2 separate regions of the Sus scrofa genome follow, and region 1 is linked to region 2. A link is a contact called in public Hi-C data. All regions are on one chromosome and are shown on one strand. Each heading gives the region's core, a stretch centred on a gene start, on an enhancer-like site or on the middle of the called end of the contact. The rest is flanking DNA. Distances are from core to core; before and after follow the strand shown.

The links. A called contact is a pair of places that touch in the nucleus more often than the background predicts.
Region 1: a contact with region 2 is called in a Hi-C map of alveolar macrophages, with 2.2 times the contacts expected there. The contact joins the enhancer-like site here to the promoter of DTNB in region 2. A contact is called at or near these places in 1 of 5 promoter capture datasets (liver), 16 of 47 Hi-C or Micro-C datasets (alveolar macrophages, blood, embryonic fibroblasts and 9 more) and 1 of 2 datasets of contacts at active chromatin or transcription factors (alveolar macrophages).

What each region holds. Positions count from the first base shown.
Region 1 is chr3:113,287,561-113,294,634 of Sscrofa11.1, reverse strand. The region is part of intron 4 of DTNB (dystrobrevin beta); the gene reads right to left. Among named protein-coding and RNA genes, the nearest start is that of DTNB, 62 kb to the right of the region's middle. Within about 2 kb of position 4,289, at least 21 of the 83 cell types and tissues checked have an H3K27ac peak or open chromatin away from gene starts, as enhancers often do. A contact at or near this core is called in alveolar macrophages, fetal liver, liver and 1 more, where this site is marked.
Region 2 is chr3:113,226,888-113,234,587 of Sscrofa11.1, reverse strand. DTNB (dystrobrevin beta) reads right to left here and starts at 5,427. Exons shown (of 21, transcript XM_021087744.1): 1 at 5,229-5,427.

The DNA.
Region 1 (7,074 bases), core at 3,040-5,539, 61 kb before region 2:
TCCGGCGTTGCCGTGAGCTGTGGTGTAGGTTGCAGACGCGGCTCGGATCCCGCGTTGCTGTGGCTCTGGCGTAGGCTGGTGGCTACAGCTCCGATTCGACCCCTAGCCTGGGAACTTCCATATGCCGTGGGAGTGGCCCAAGAAATAGGAACAACAACAACAAAAGACAAAAGACACACACACACACACACACACACACAAAATGTAGCCATATAAAAAGAAAAGATTAACAAAAGAATGATTTTAAAAAATGATAACCCAGGGAGCTTTATCCCAGTAATGTAACACTAGTTTGACATTTGAAAAATCAATCAATATATAGAGAAAAACTGTGCGATCATGCAAATAGATGCAGATGACAACACTCAACACCCATTCCTGATAAATACTCTCAGGATACCAGGAAAATAAAGGAATTTCCTCAGTCTGATAACAGGCGTCTTCAAAAAAAGTAACCACAGTTAACATCACACTTCATGGAGTTCCCGTCGTGGTGCAGTGGTTAACGAATCCGACTAGGAACCATGAGGTTGCGGATTCGGTCCCTGCCCTTGCTCAGTGGGTTAACGATCTGGCGTTGCCGTGAGCTTTGGTGTAGGTCTCGCAGACGAGGCTCGGATCCCGTGTTGCTGTGGCTCTGGCCTGGGCCGGTGACTACAGCTCCAATTGGACCCCTAGCCTGGGAACCTCCATATGCCGTGGGAGCGGCCCAAGAAATAGCAAAAAAAAAAAAAAAAAAAAAAAAATCACACTTCATGATGAAAGACCAAGTAAGTGCTTCTCCCGTGAGACCTAGAACAAGTCAAGGATGACAGCTCTCACCACTACAACTCGACCCCGCACTGGAGAACCAGCTAGTGCAATAAAGCAAGCAAGAAAAAAAATATAAAAACACATACAAATGAAAAGTTTAAAAAATAAAGCTATATATACTCCAGGCAATATGACCTACTGTGTAGAAAATCCCAAAGAACCTAGGAAAAAACTCTGCAGAACCCAAAAACACACTATAATAAAGGAGTCTGGCAGGCTTGCAGAATACAAAGTCGACACACAAAATTCATATTTCTGTAATTAGCAAAAGATAACTGGAAATACAGTAGCACCAAAATATGAAAAACATGAATAATTTTTTTAAAAAGTATGTTCAAGATTTGTATGCTGAAAACTACAAAATACTGATGAAAGAAGTCAAAGAAAATGTAAATAGAGAGATACACCACATTCATGAAATGAATGACGCAAAACTGTTAGAATGTCAATTCTCCCAAAACCGATCAGAATCCTGTTCTGATTCAATGCAAACCCAAATTCACAATAGGATGTTTTTGTAAAGATCAACAAGATAATTCTTTGTATTTCCTTAGAGTTCTAAACCCATACAAATCTCAATACAGTATGAGAATAAAATAAAGATACCTAAAGAGTATACCTAAACCCCACCTTGGAAAGTTCCTTGTGTTATTTTAATATGCATCCAGAGCTACCAACTACCACACAGAGGTTTGAGTGCAATACTAAGACTTTAGCTTTTATTTCATAGGCAATGATAAAATCAAAGGACATAATGAAAGAAAATTAAGAAAATTAATAATATTGTGTTTGTATAACTCTTTCTGGCTCCAAATTGCATGTTCTTTCTTCAAAGAGACAAAATAATATCTATTTCTTTTTTTTTTTTTTTTTTGTCCTTTTGTCTTTTTGTCTTTTGTTGTTGTTGTTGTTGCTATTTCTTGGGCCGCTCCCGCGGCATATGGAGATTCCCAGGCTAGGGGTCGAATCGGAGCTGTAGCCACCGGCCTACACCAGAGCCACAGCAACGTGGGATCCGAGCCGCGTCTGCAACCTACACCACAGCTCACGGCAACGCCAGATCGTTAACCGACTGAGCAAGGGCAGGGACCGAACCCGCAACCTCATGGTTCCTAGTCGGATTCGTTAACCACTGCACCACGACGAGAACTCCAATATCTATTTCTTGCTGCAAAAAAAACCAAAAAACAAAAACAACTAATACCATCTATGCAGACAGACAGGAGAGTGTGGCAGGGCCCAGCATTCTGGCAAGAGACCCAGGAGAAAATTAACTCTGTTACTGAAGAAAGTACTCATCAATAAATGCCATGCCATAGGTTTTATGGGTCTATGGCATCTTTCCTTTTTTTTTTTTTTTTTTTTTTTTGTCTTTTTAGGGCCGCACCTACAGCACATGGAGGTTCCCAGGCTAGGGGTCCAATCGGAGCTGTAGCCTCCAGCCTATGCCACAGCCACAGCAACTTGGGATCCGAGCCATGTCTGTGACCTATACCACAGCTCAGGGCAACGCCAGATCCTTAACCCATTGATCAAGGCCAGGGATCAAACCCCTGTCCTCATGGATGCCAGTCAGGTTTGTTAACCGATGAGCCACGACGGGAACTTCTATGGCATCTTTACTTCTAAAAATTATTACGACAGCACTTGAACAGCACTTTTTCCTCATCTTCAAAATGCTTTAGAAACACTAGTATTCACAACACTCTGTATCTCTTACTCAATTAGTCTTTAACGCAACTCTGTTGCAAAGAGTGGTCCTAGATTCAGAAAGTGTTACATTCAAATACAGAACAGCAGTTAAAGTTCTCCACTGTCAGGATCAGCACTAAACAACTGTATCCTTTTCCACTGGTTAGGATTATTACTGGTCTCAATGGCTGATCTCAGGTCAAGCCGTCCATAGGGTACATTAACAGAACAGCACATTAACTCAACTCTTCAACCAAGTACCATCAGTAACATATGGCCTCTTAATTCGTCATCTCCCGTATCTACTTCCCAACCACGTTCCATTTCACAACAGCCACAGGGCAATCTCCACACCCAATCTCCACCCAGCCAACAGGGGATCTTCTCTCCTCTCTGCCTTATAATAATTTAGGAAATACTACTATAAAAAAGTTAATAAATGATACACTTAAAGATACTTGTAAATATTTATTAAAGATACTTACATAACAATATAAATACAACAGCAAGAAGAAATAATCATCCAATAAAATTAGTGCAGGGGCATTCTCACAATTCTTCAAATGATTTTTTTTTTTTTTTTTGTCTTTTTGTCCTTTTAGGGCTGCACCTGTGGCACATGGCGGTTCCCAGGCTAGGGGTCAATAGGAGCCACAGCTGCCAGCCTACATCACAGCCACAGCAATGCTGGAATCTGAGCCACATCTGCGACCTACAGCGCAGCTCACAACAACGCCAGATCCTTAACCCACTGAGCAAGGTCAGGGATAGAACCAGCAACCTCATGGTTCCTAGTTGGATTTGTTTCTGCTGTGCCACAATGGGAACTCCCAAATGATGTTATTTTTAAAGAAATAGAAAAAGAGGAGTTCTGGCGTTGCTGTGGCTGTGGCATAAGCCACTGACTGCTGCTCTGATTTGACCCCTAGCCTGGGAACTTCCATATGCTGCACATGCGGCCCTAAAAAGACAAGAAAAAAGAAAAAGAAAAAAGTTACTCCCTCCTCCCAGCTATTTGCTTTGTGGGTCAAACTTCAGCATTACTCCTTTGCTTTCAGTGCTTTTTTGGCTTTGAAATCCCTCAGTCTACCTTAAGCCTAAGCACAATTTCCTACAACCAAAGCAAGGGGAAAGCGCTGCTTTTACTTCTCTAATGTTTCATCAGAGCTCTGCATTCTTCCTCTGCAATCAGAGGCAGTAGAGAGAAACTACAGGCACTTAGTAGCCTAATACCCTATGATTCTGTCCTTTACCTAACTGATTTCTTCTTGGAAAAACTCATTCTTGATCCTTCCCCCCAGACATCTGAATTTAATCTACATACCCTAGACAAATTACATTTAAAAATGAACAGTCAGCTGCCCCTGGCCATGGCATATATAACCTCACCAGCACCCAAAGTCAAATCGACATTCATAACAGAACCAGCTCTCTTCAAACAAGATTTGGAAAGATCTTTAACCTGATTTCATTACCAAAAAAACCTCTGACTCACTTAAAATCTGGCCAAGCTGGAGAGTTACAGGTCAATATTTAAGATGTAACACCAGGAACAGTGACTATTAACCCTTACAGAAAGATACTAAACGGAAAGCGTAATAAGCAGGTGATACCCGCTGGGGACGACAGGCGAGAGGAAACTTGTTCTTTTAACCTCACCCACGCAGACTCTCTCCAGGGAGCACCCTCCCTCAACCGGACCAAGATGATTCTGTCTCAGACGTCTCTGCATGATTCATCCCCGCCGACCTACCGTTTTACAGTCTGACAATAAACCATGCGCGTGAGGTCTCGAAAAAGAGTTCTTATTATCCAGCACTGAGAAAACACCGTGATTAGCTCTGGGCCAAGCTAAGCAGACGGTGAGTCACCCTGAATAAACACTGGTAGGTTGTAACATGCAGGTACCTTCAGAAGTCTCTGCAATCCTCACCTCTGCCCTCTGGATGGAAATTTGCACGTTTCAGTTTAGCCAAGTCTCAAATTCTGCCTATTTCTTTTAATATATTTAAACTAACCCAATCTGGATGGTGCTTATAGCTTTGCACTATCTAACCACAGCCTGCTATTCAAATTAATACTTTTGAAAACAAGACTACGGGGAGCACGTTTCACTTAAGAAAGCAAGCTGTTCTACATCTCGGGCAAACAACTGTAAATGTTGCCAACCGTAAATGAGGACTTCTCTCATAAAAACAGACTTCTGCTTCCGAAACACTATTACCGGTCCAATTACCGCATGTAACTAAAAGTAATAAGAGCATTTCTCTCTGATTGTCTTTCAAAAACTCATATTTTCCCAATTAATCTTAATTTACAAAACTTCACAGTGAATGGATTATACAATCATCACTGGCAAATCAAGAATCCATTTAGCAAATGTCAAATAGCTTCATCAAGCAAAATCAACACAGAACATTACTCAAATTTATCACCATCGGAATGCCTGCTAATTTTCATTTCCATCTCACAAACATTAAGAATCCAGCATTGTATTTACTGAGGAATCAAATAAATATAAGGTAGACTCTCTGCTCTCAAGGACTTTCAATCTTGTTTGTGTAATTATGAAGCAGTTCAGAGCAGCATAAAATTGAAAGTCAAAGGAATAATACAGACAAGTACCATGGATCATCACAGGGATGAAAACGGGCTGGTGACAATAAAGCTGGCTGCAGGGCGAGTAAAAACGCAGTGGTGGTGGGGTGACAGGAGATAATGCACAGAGAGAAGAAATGAGCACGTCACAGTGGAAAAAAATGAAAAGTGCCTTCAGTAGCTTAATTGGAGCTTGTTGTGAGCAGGGAACTAAGGGCTGATAGCATCAGACCTGAGGAGTAGGAACTTCTTTCAAAAACCACAGGAAATCTTTGAGGGTTTCCGAGGTGGGAAGTTGCATGATGAAAGTAGTGTCTTGATCAGATTACTCTGGAGGTGAGCACGGAACGAATGGAGAAGTCTCTCTGTTACTTCCTCTTGCCTCACTTTCAGAGAATGACAAAGGTAAGGAAAAAGCACACTCAAAATATTCCTCTTGGAGCTCCTGCTGTGGTGCAGTGCGTTAAGGATCTGTGTTGTCTCTGCAGCAGCTCAGGTCGCTGATGAGGCTTGGGTTCAATCCCTGGCCTGGCAACTTCCATATGTTGAAGTTATGGCCAAAAAAAAAAAAAAGCATCCCTCTTACCCTTCCTTTAAAACAAATTATAAAAAGGAAACAATAAAATAAGACCAAAACAATAATCCAAAAAAAATGTCTTCTGAAATAGTTAATGATCAAACCCTGTGTAAGTCTACATATCCTGAAATTAAACAGATTCCTCTTTGAAAATTAGTACAAATACATGAATTCTCTTGGGAGGAAAAAAAAAGCTACAAGATAAAGAGTAAGTGTTGGAAGAGTAAAAAGTGAACTTTGAAGTAATTCTGCCACCAAGCACTTAGACAGGGGCTCAGTGAATGGGTTTTGGGGGGGGGGTCACATCATATGTCACATCACACAATCCATGTGACAGCAGCACCCTGCCAGGCAGGCACTTGGGCTCCACTCCTCTTCCACCACTGTTTTTCTCCATTTTGCAACAGTTCTGCACTTAGGTTTTACATTTAAAACCTATAGACTTTCTCCACCATCCCCTGGAAATTTCCATAAAAAGCTATGATCGGGAGTTCCCGTTGTGGCTCAGCGGTTAAAGAACCCTACTAGCATCCATGAGGACGCGCGGGTTCTATCCCTGACCTCACTCAGAGGTGTAGGGATCCGGTGTTGCCATGAGCTGTGGTGTAGGCTGGCAGCAGCAGCTCTGATTGGACCCCTAGCCTGGGAAGCTCCATATGCTGCAGATGTGGCCCTTAAAAAAAAAGCTATGATCGGATCCTTCTAGGAGTTAAATGTGCTATTCTCCAGGGCATCGAATACTTCCCATTCAGCACTAATTCTCTTCTGTTTTTATTTAGCTTTTTCCTGTTGTCTTGAAACCATTAAAGAACAAGTAGGGATATTAGTAAATACTGTACATAAATACATGAAATGTTTGTGCCTCCTAGGAAATTATAGTTTTATTTAAAAATCACTAATGAGGAAGACTGTAACCTGATATTATCTTTTTTTTTTAAGCAATGTCCATGCCATAATATGCTAGCTGGGCACATTCAGAATTTAAGGAATACATTTGCTTTTATTTAAAGTGTACTAATTTGGTTTTGCTTTTTTTTTTAATATTGCTTCATTTTTCACATCCAGTATTAAAAGGGAACAATGGAAACTTTTAATATACTCAAATTAAACTGTGAAAACAAGATTTAAAAATAGTTCTCAGCCATATTTCCAAACTACCCAGGAATTTTTTTCACATAAAATTATCAAAAGTTAGATATATAAAAGTCTTTACCCAACAGAATCTTTAGATTGTTCAAATTAGAGTGTTTTCTTTTTTTTTTTTTTTTTTTTGGCCATTTCTTGGGCTGCTCCCGCGGCATATGGAGGTTCCCAGGCTAGGGGTCTAATTGGAGCTGTAGCTGCCGACCTACGCCAGAGCCACAGTAATGCGGGATCCAAGCCGCGTCTGCAAC
Region 2 (7,700 bases), core at 4,178-6,677:
AAGATGTCCCTCAACAGATGAATGGATAAACAAACTGTGGTACTTTCATACAATGAAATTTTTTTTTTTTTCTTTTTGCCTTTTCTAGGGCCGCTCCTTCGGCATGTGGAGATTCCCAGGCTAGGGGTCTAATTGGAGCTGTAGCCACCAGCCTAGCCAGAGCCACAGCAACTCAGGATCTGAGCCGCGTCTGCAACCTACACCACAGCTCACAGCAACGCCAGATCCTTAACCGACTGAGCAAAGCCAGGGATCGAACCTGCAACCTCATGGTTCCTAGTCAGATTCGTTAACCACTATGCCACGACAGGAACTCCAACAATGAAATATTTTTCAGCAATAAAAAGAAATGAGTGATCAAGCCAAGAAAAGACACAGAGGATACTTAAAAGCATAATGCTAAGTGAAAGAGACCAGTCTGAAAGGCTACAATACTGTATGATCCAAACTATATGACATTCTGAAAAAGGCAAAACTATAGACACAGTAAAATGATCAGTGGTCACCAGGAGCTCAGTAGGAGAGAGAAATGAATGGGTAGAATACAGGGGATTTTAGGGCTATGAAATTATTCTGTATTACACTGCAATGACATTACATGAAATGTCATGTAGTAACATTTTGCATTTGTCAAAACCTATAGAACACAACACCCACTTACAACACAAAGAGTGAAGCCTAACATAAACTATGAACTTAAATTAATAATAATGTATCAAGGAGTTCCTGCTTTAGCTCAGTGGTAATGAGCGCAATTAGTATCCACGAGGATGCAGGTTCACTCCCTGGCCTCTCTCAGTGGGTTAAGGATATGGCATTGCCATGAGCTGCAGCACAAACAACTTTTATTTGTTTCTTGGGATTTTTCATTCCCATAAATAAATAAGCATAAAATTCATTTTTACCAGAAAAATGAATTTCAGAAATCGCTAGTCAAGAGAGAAACGGGCTGGGTCTGGAGTCCTTTGAGTAGTTACATATATTTCTGCTTATATCATAGACTCTACATTGAGTCTGCTCTAAACCACTTAAGAACGATTTTCTAGACTGTTACTGTGAAATGTGTTGCTTTCATTTACAATCTTGCAACTGTGGGGACTTGGATGATGAGTAACCACAGCATTAAGGGATTTTAGGGGTATGAAGTTCCCATTGTAGCACAGTGGAAACAAATCCGACTAGGAACCATGAGGTTGCGGGTTCGATCCCTGGCCTCTCTCAGTGGGTTAAGGATCCGGCATTGCGGTGAGCTGTGGTATAAGCCGCAGACGTGGCTCAGATCTGCCATTGCTATGGCTGTGGCGCAGGCCAGTGGCTACAGCTTCAACTAGACCCCTAGCCTGGCAACCTCCATATGCCAAGGGTACGGCCCTAAAAAGATAAAAGTCAAAAAAAAAAAAAAAAAGGGGGGGAGGGATTTTTATATCCCATTATATTAAAGAGAGGGTTGAGGAGGCCTACAGAAATATATACATTAAAACAAAATTCAAGTAAGAAAAACAAATTAGGACCAAAGGAAAATGAGAGTAGGAAAAAGATGAAATCAGGGGTAAGGATGATATACAAAATGCAGGACTTCCCACTGTGGCTCAGCTGGTTAAGAACCCCACATCCTCTCCATGAGGATGCTGGTTCGATCCCAGGCCTCACTGAATGAGTTAAGCATTCGGTATTGCCATGAGCTGCAGTGTAGGACACAGATACGGCTTGGATCCAGAATTGCTGTGGCTGTGGTACAGGCTGGCAGCTGCAGCTCTGATTCATCCCCTAGCCTGGGAACCTCCATGTGCTGAAGGTGGGCCCTAAAAAGCCAAAAAAAAAAGTGTCACTATATCTTCATCAGTTATAACAAATGTACTGCACTAATGTAAGATGTTAACAGTGGGAGAGTCTCTATGAAGAAGAGGGGTTATAGGAACTTCCTGTACTACCTACGCATTTTGGTCATACTCAGTGAGTGAAAGATACATAAAGAGTGATTGAAGTCCACAACTGAACAGTACTCAGCATTTAAAAATAAATGAACCAGATCCACAAAGGGCAACATGGTTAAGTCTTCACTGACTAATTTCAATCGGGCACCCCTTAGACCTAGCAGCTGTACTTTTCACTCGCTGCAGCAACGTGTGAAACGGCAAACAGCTTTAATGACCCTTAATGAGAGGATTAATAAACCGCAGTCCAGTGCATACTACATAAGGGATTGGGCAGTCGTCAAGAATCAGGTAGATCTTTATGTTCCATCATGGAAAGACCTTAGACATTCTGTCAGAGAAAAGCTGCAGACCAAGGTGTACAGTATCATGTCATTAATGGGGGCCTGGCAGGAAATCCTACTTTTGTCTGCGTTACCTACATACAGATGAAAACCTAGAGAGAAGGGTCTGACAGGATCACAACAAACTGGTAATCGCAGTTTTGGTGGAGAAGGGAGTGGGTCAAGGGGGCCTTTAGTCTGTCTGTACTGTTCGAGCATTTTCTAAGAGAGCGTGCATTCACGAGCCACTTGCAGGGCTGCAGTACACAGCCACAGGCTGCACCATATAACCCCAGGAGGGACCAGGCTCAGGGACCCGGATGTGAATGGCACCCCTACAGTTAGCAGTATACATCCTGCACAACTAGATGCCACAGCCCTCATGTTTGCATAATTAGAAATAAATAAGAGGGGAGTTCCCTTCAGGGCTCAGTGGTTAACAAAGCCGACTAGGATCCATGAGGATGAGGGTTCAATCTCTGGCCTCACTCAGTGGGTTAAGGATCAGCCACAGCTGTGAGCTGTGGTGTAGGTCGCAGATGTGGCTGGGATCCCACAACACTGTGGCTGCGGCATAGGCCAAAAAAAAAAGAAGAAATAAATAAGAAGGAAGATCTGTATATACATATATTTTTTTTTTCAAACTCGTCCAATTCTGCATGGAACAGCTATCCAGTTTATTATATGAAAACCATACATCAATAAAGGCGATTTAGAAAGAAATATAAATTAAATAAATAAATAAATAAAATACAGTATCATTGAGAAAACCTGAAACAAGGCATCCAAAATTACAGGACCTAGGTATCCCAAAACAAGAACTGTAGGAGTTCCCATTGTGGCTTGATCTGGTGTTGCTGTGGCTGTGGTATAGGCTGGCAGCAGAAACTGATTTGACCCCTAGCCTGGAAACCACCATATTAGTAGACACGGCCCTAAATTAAAAATAAATAAATAAATAAATAAGAACCAGTAGACACCTGCTGGTTGTACTCTTAAGTACACAGCCCTGAAACTAACTTAGTTCTTCAAGGCTTACTACAGAATGCCAAATTTGAATTAATACTTTATTTTCATGAGGTAACATAGGTCCTGAGATATTTTATATTAAAGACATAAAATAAATGGTTACCTGGCATTCTATTGACTTTAAGTCTGATTTTCTAAGTAGAAATTTTGTTTCTCACACAGAGTGGACACTCAAAACCCTGCCAGCACTGCCTTGACTACATTACCCCCTTCAAAGGTAATTCCATTTATGTGTGATAAAAATCCTCAGAGAACTCATAAAAGGTCAAGTTTTAATTTGGCAGTCAAAGTAACCTAACAGGCACTGCAGCACAGGCAATTGAAACAGCAGCCTGGAGCCTGAGTCCCGAAATCCAACCAAGGCAGAGAAAAGGCAGAATCTCAGCCCTCAAAAAACAGAGATATATCCTCTCACTATAGACCTAAGATCCAAGAACACGAATAAAAATGAAAAAGTGTTCTCTAGACAAAAGTATTCTCCTTCCCCAAGTGATGGAAAAGAGGAGGGCCAGAAATGGGATGACTTGAAGCAATGGCCCAAAGAGTAAGCTCCTGGCAGCCAACATGCAATAAAGACGTGAAAGTGGCAGCAAGGCCAAAAAAAAAAAAATCACACCTCCGTCACTATAGCCACGAAGATCTAAGAACCTGGGTTACTCGGCCAAAAAAAAAGGAGAGATCGAGCCTGAAGAACAAGTAAAGTTCATCAGCTATCCCTACCACCAAATTGATCAACAGGGTTCCGTGTAAAATAGAGCAAAACCTTGCTGGGTTCATTCATTTTTGCAAGAGGCAGGCATTTAGTGCCTGCTGGGGCTCAGGCTCTGTTCCTGTCACTGAGGATTCAGTTAACAGTCATGGAGTTTCATTCTACTTAGGAAGGAAGGGAACTTCTTATCTATTTCCAATTCCCTTTTCCCTTCTCTTACCTATTTCCAATTCTCTTTTCCCTTCTCCCCCTTTAAATGTTAAAAGCACCTTCAAAAACTCCCAAATTCTTCCCACAAGCTTCTCGGACCCTCCTACTTGAATCCCCAAACCAAGCAGTTTTATGACTCGAACCTCCCAATACTGTGAAAAAAGAGACCTAAAATGAATACGGTATGAGGTAAAACTCAAATCTGCTTTGTATTTTATACGCATACCTTCACAATCGGATTGTCCGCACCCAAACAGCAAACGATGGCTGTGTTTTACACAATTTTGTGGATCACGGTTCTCGACCGAAAAGAGCTAATCAATAAACATTTGCTGAGAAGGCTGGAAGGTCTTCCTAATCCCAAGGCCTGGCACAGGAATTTAACAGCAAGCATTCCATAGCTGCATCCTCCCTCCTCTCAGGGCACTTTCCTTTAAAGGGTGACCTCGGGGGACAGGTTCACTGTTAGGCGCCTCGGGAAATAGTGCTTTAGGGCGATGTGAAATAAATTCCCTTCCCTCTGCCAGGGCCTGCCTGCCTCACCTGCCCTCTGCCAGGACCTGCCTCCTTCGCCCCCTTCAACACCTAACGCAGAGCCTCCTCCCAGCCAGCCGGCCTCCGGCAGCATCAGTCCAGCGCCCGCACCCCAGCTCCGCGCCCGGTGGCCACAGCAAGCTCGGGACCCGGGAGTCCCCTCCCCGGCCCCGGGGATCACAGCTCGGCGACGCCAGCCGGGGGCTGCGCTCCATCCCCTCGGATCGCCCCTCCAGGGCCGGGAGCGGCGGGGGCCAGGAGCGGCGGAGACCGCTCGCGCGGCGCCGTCTCCTCTCACAGCGCGCGCGGTGCTGCGGCCCCGGCTCCCAGGCTCAGTCTCCGCCGCTCCCGGCCCTGCACCCCCGCAGGCTCCCCAGGTGCGGGCGCTGCGCGGGCTCCTTCTCGTCCCTCGCGAGCGCGAGGCTCCAGCACCGCGCTCCTCTCCCGCAGCCAGCGGCCGCCGCCGCCGCCAACCCCCACCGTACTTACTTCTCGGCCGGAGCTGGGGGCGTCGAGAAGGTCTTCGGGGGCCGCAGCCTCCTCCGTCTCCTCCGGCCCGGCCCCCGCGGCTCAGGCGGCGGCGGCGTCCGCTCAGGCCCCGGAGCCGCCCCCGCGGCGAACGTTCTCAGGCGCCCGGCTCGCGCCGCTTCCCCGCCCGGCACGCGCAGCGAGCCCGCCCCCGGCGCGAGGGCGCGAGGGCGCGAGGGCGCAGGGCTGGGGGCGGGCACGAGCCGCCTGCGCGAACGCGCGGCTGGGGGCGGGGCTTCCGCCGCGCGGAGGAGGGGGCGGGCCAGCGGGCCTCATTCCCCTCGAGCCCCGCCCCCTACGGCCGGGTTCCGGGAGGGCGGAGGAAACTTGCCCCCTACCGACTTCGCCCGGGTGTCTGCAGCGGGCCGCGGAGGTGCATTTCTACTCCGTAGGTATGGGCCCCGCCACCTGGATGCTCGCCCCGACGTAACTACGAGGTAAAAAATGCAAAGAACCACCTCCACCCCGAATCATTCATCCGTGCCTGGAGCACGAGACCCTGCCCCGAGTGATTTTTCCAGATTGATTCAACCCAGCGAGCAGTTACTGAGCACCGACTCCGTGCCTAGCGCTGTAGCGCTGTACCAGGTGCTGTGTGGTTACATCGTCATCGTCACGGTCCCCGATCACAAGAAGCGCATAACTTAGTGGAAAAGCAGCCATGTAAACAACCAGGTCTGGTGACCCGTGCAAAGCCAAGCCACAGTGAGATGTTGTGGGAGAACAGAGGAAGAGATTACTTCCGCTTGGACAATGCTCGGGGGTTCTTGGAAGAGGTGGCATTTGTGTTCACCATGCAGGGAAGAAAAGGACGTACTAGGAGGAAAAAAGGGGGAGGGGACATTAAAAGCTAGGTAAACAGCTTGGACAAAGGAACGGAGAGTAAATAAAGGTTACCATCTCAGCATCAGCTTTTTTGCTTTAATATCCTTTTTTTTTTTTTTTTTTTTTTTTTTTGTCTTTTTGCTATTTCTTTGGGCCGCTCCCGCGGCATGTGGAGGTTCCCAGGCTAGGCGTCTAATCGGAGCTGTAGCCACCGGCCTACGCCAGAGCCACAGCAACGCGGGATCCGAGCCGCGTCTGCAACCTACACCACAGCTCACGGCAACGCCGGATCGTTAACCCCCTGAGCCAGGGCAGGGACCGAACCCGAAACCTCATGGTTCCTAGTCGGATTCGTTAACCACTGCGCCACGACGGGAACTCCTAATATCCATTTTTGATCAAATCCTGTCCAAACTGTGTGAGAAACAGAAGGTGGTGCCGAATGAGGAACAGCAATGCTTCTTTTAACAGTTCAAAGGATCATTTTCTCAACATTTTTTGAGGCTCCAAACACTTTAAAGACTCTTGATATGTTAGTGAAGGATGTGAATCTCTAAACCAGGAGAGCCCAGGCCGGTATGTTTTGAGTCTGGTTTTTCACTGTTTTTTGGCAACTTATGGTACATCGTGCCACCTCCTGCTGCTGTCTGCCTGCCTGCCTGCCTTTACAGCATCCTCTTCCTCCTCTCATCTCCTATTTTTAAACCTCTATGGTGAAGGAGATGCTGGAAACCAAGTTTGTTAAATTCGAGTAAACAGGTTCCTCAAAAAAAGTTGGCATCGTCTATCACACATAAATTTTGTGACTGTTTTGCATACATAGAAGAATTTTTCACTTGTGTGCAGGGTCTTAGCTATGTTTTGAATGTGTTAAGAAACACAGAATACAGGTAAGGGAGCTCTTGTTTACTCACTACTTACGGAGCACCAATTGTGTGGAAGGCATTGAAAAGGTGAAACATCGATCCTGCCCTTTGGAGGAAAGATGTGTAAATAATGTAAAATAAACATGTAAATGTGGCTTGCTCTGTTTGCCCTATTGATTGAAACCACAGTAATTTCAGTATGTGGTTTAGCCATTCTGGGAATTAACCACTTTTAATATATTCATATTAGCATCTCGCCACCTCAGTTCTGTATTTCTGCACCTCTCACATTCTCAGAAAACTTCTTTCAAGCATTTCAGTCCTCACTCTCATTCCCCAAATTGCCGACTTCTTTTACCTACTTGTCCTTTGCTGTCACCATCTATTCATGTTTGAGCTTTTCCTGCTCTAAAGAAAAAGGAGGACACCTCTGTCACTCTAGATCATGCTCTGGTTACTACTCCTGCCTTTTTATTCACAAATCTCTGCCAACTCAGCACCCTCTCAATCCCCAACCCATAGCTGTGTGGCTCCTGTCCCCACGATTTCACTGCACTGCTCTCAGGCTTCATCCTAAATGCTCCAGGCCATTTTTGAGTCTATTGCTAGGGCCCTTGGAGGCATTTAAGAACACAGAGCATGTCACTTTTTTTTTTTTTTTTTTTTTTTTTTTTTGAGGGCCACAGCTACAGCATATGGAAGTTCCCAGGCTAAGAGTCGAATCGGAGCTGCAGCTGCCAGC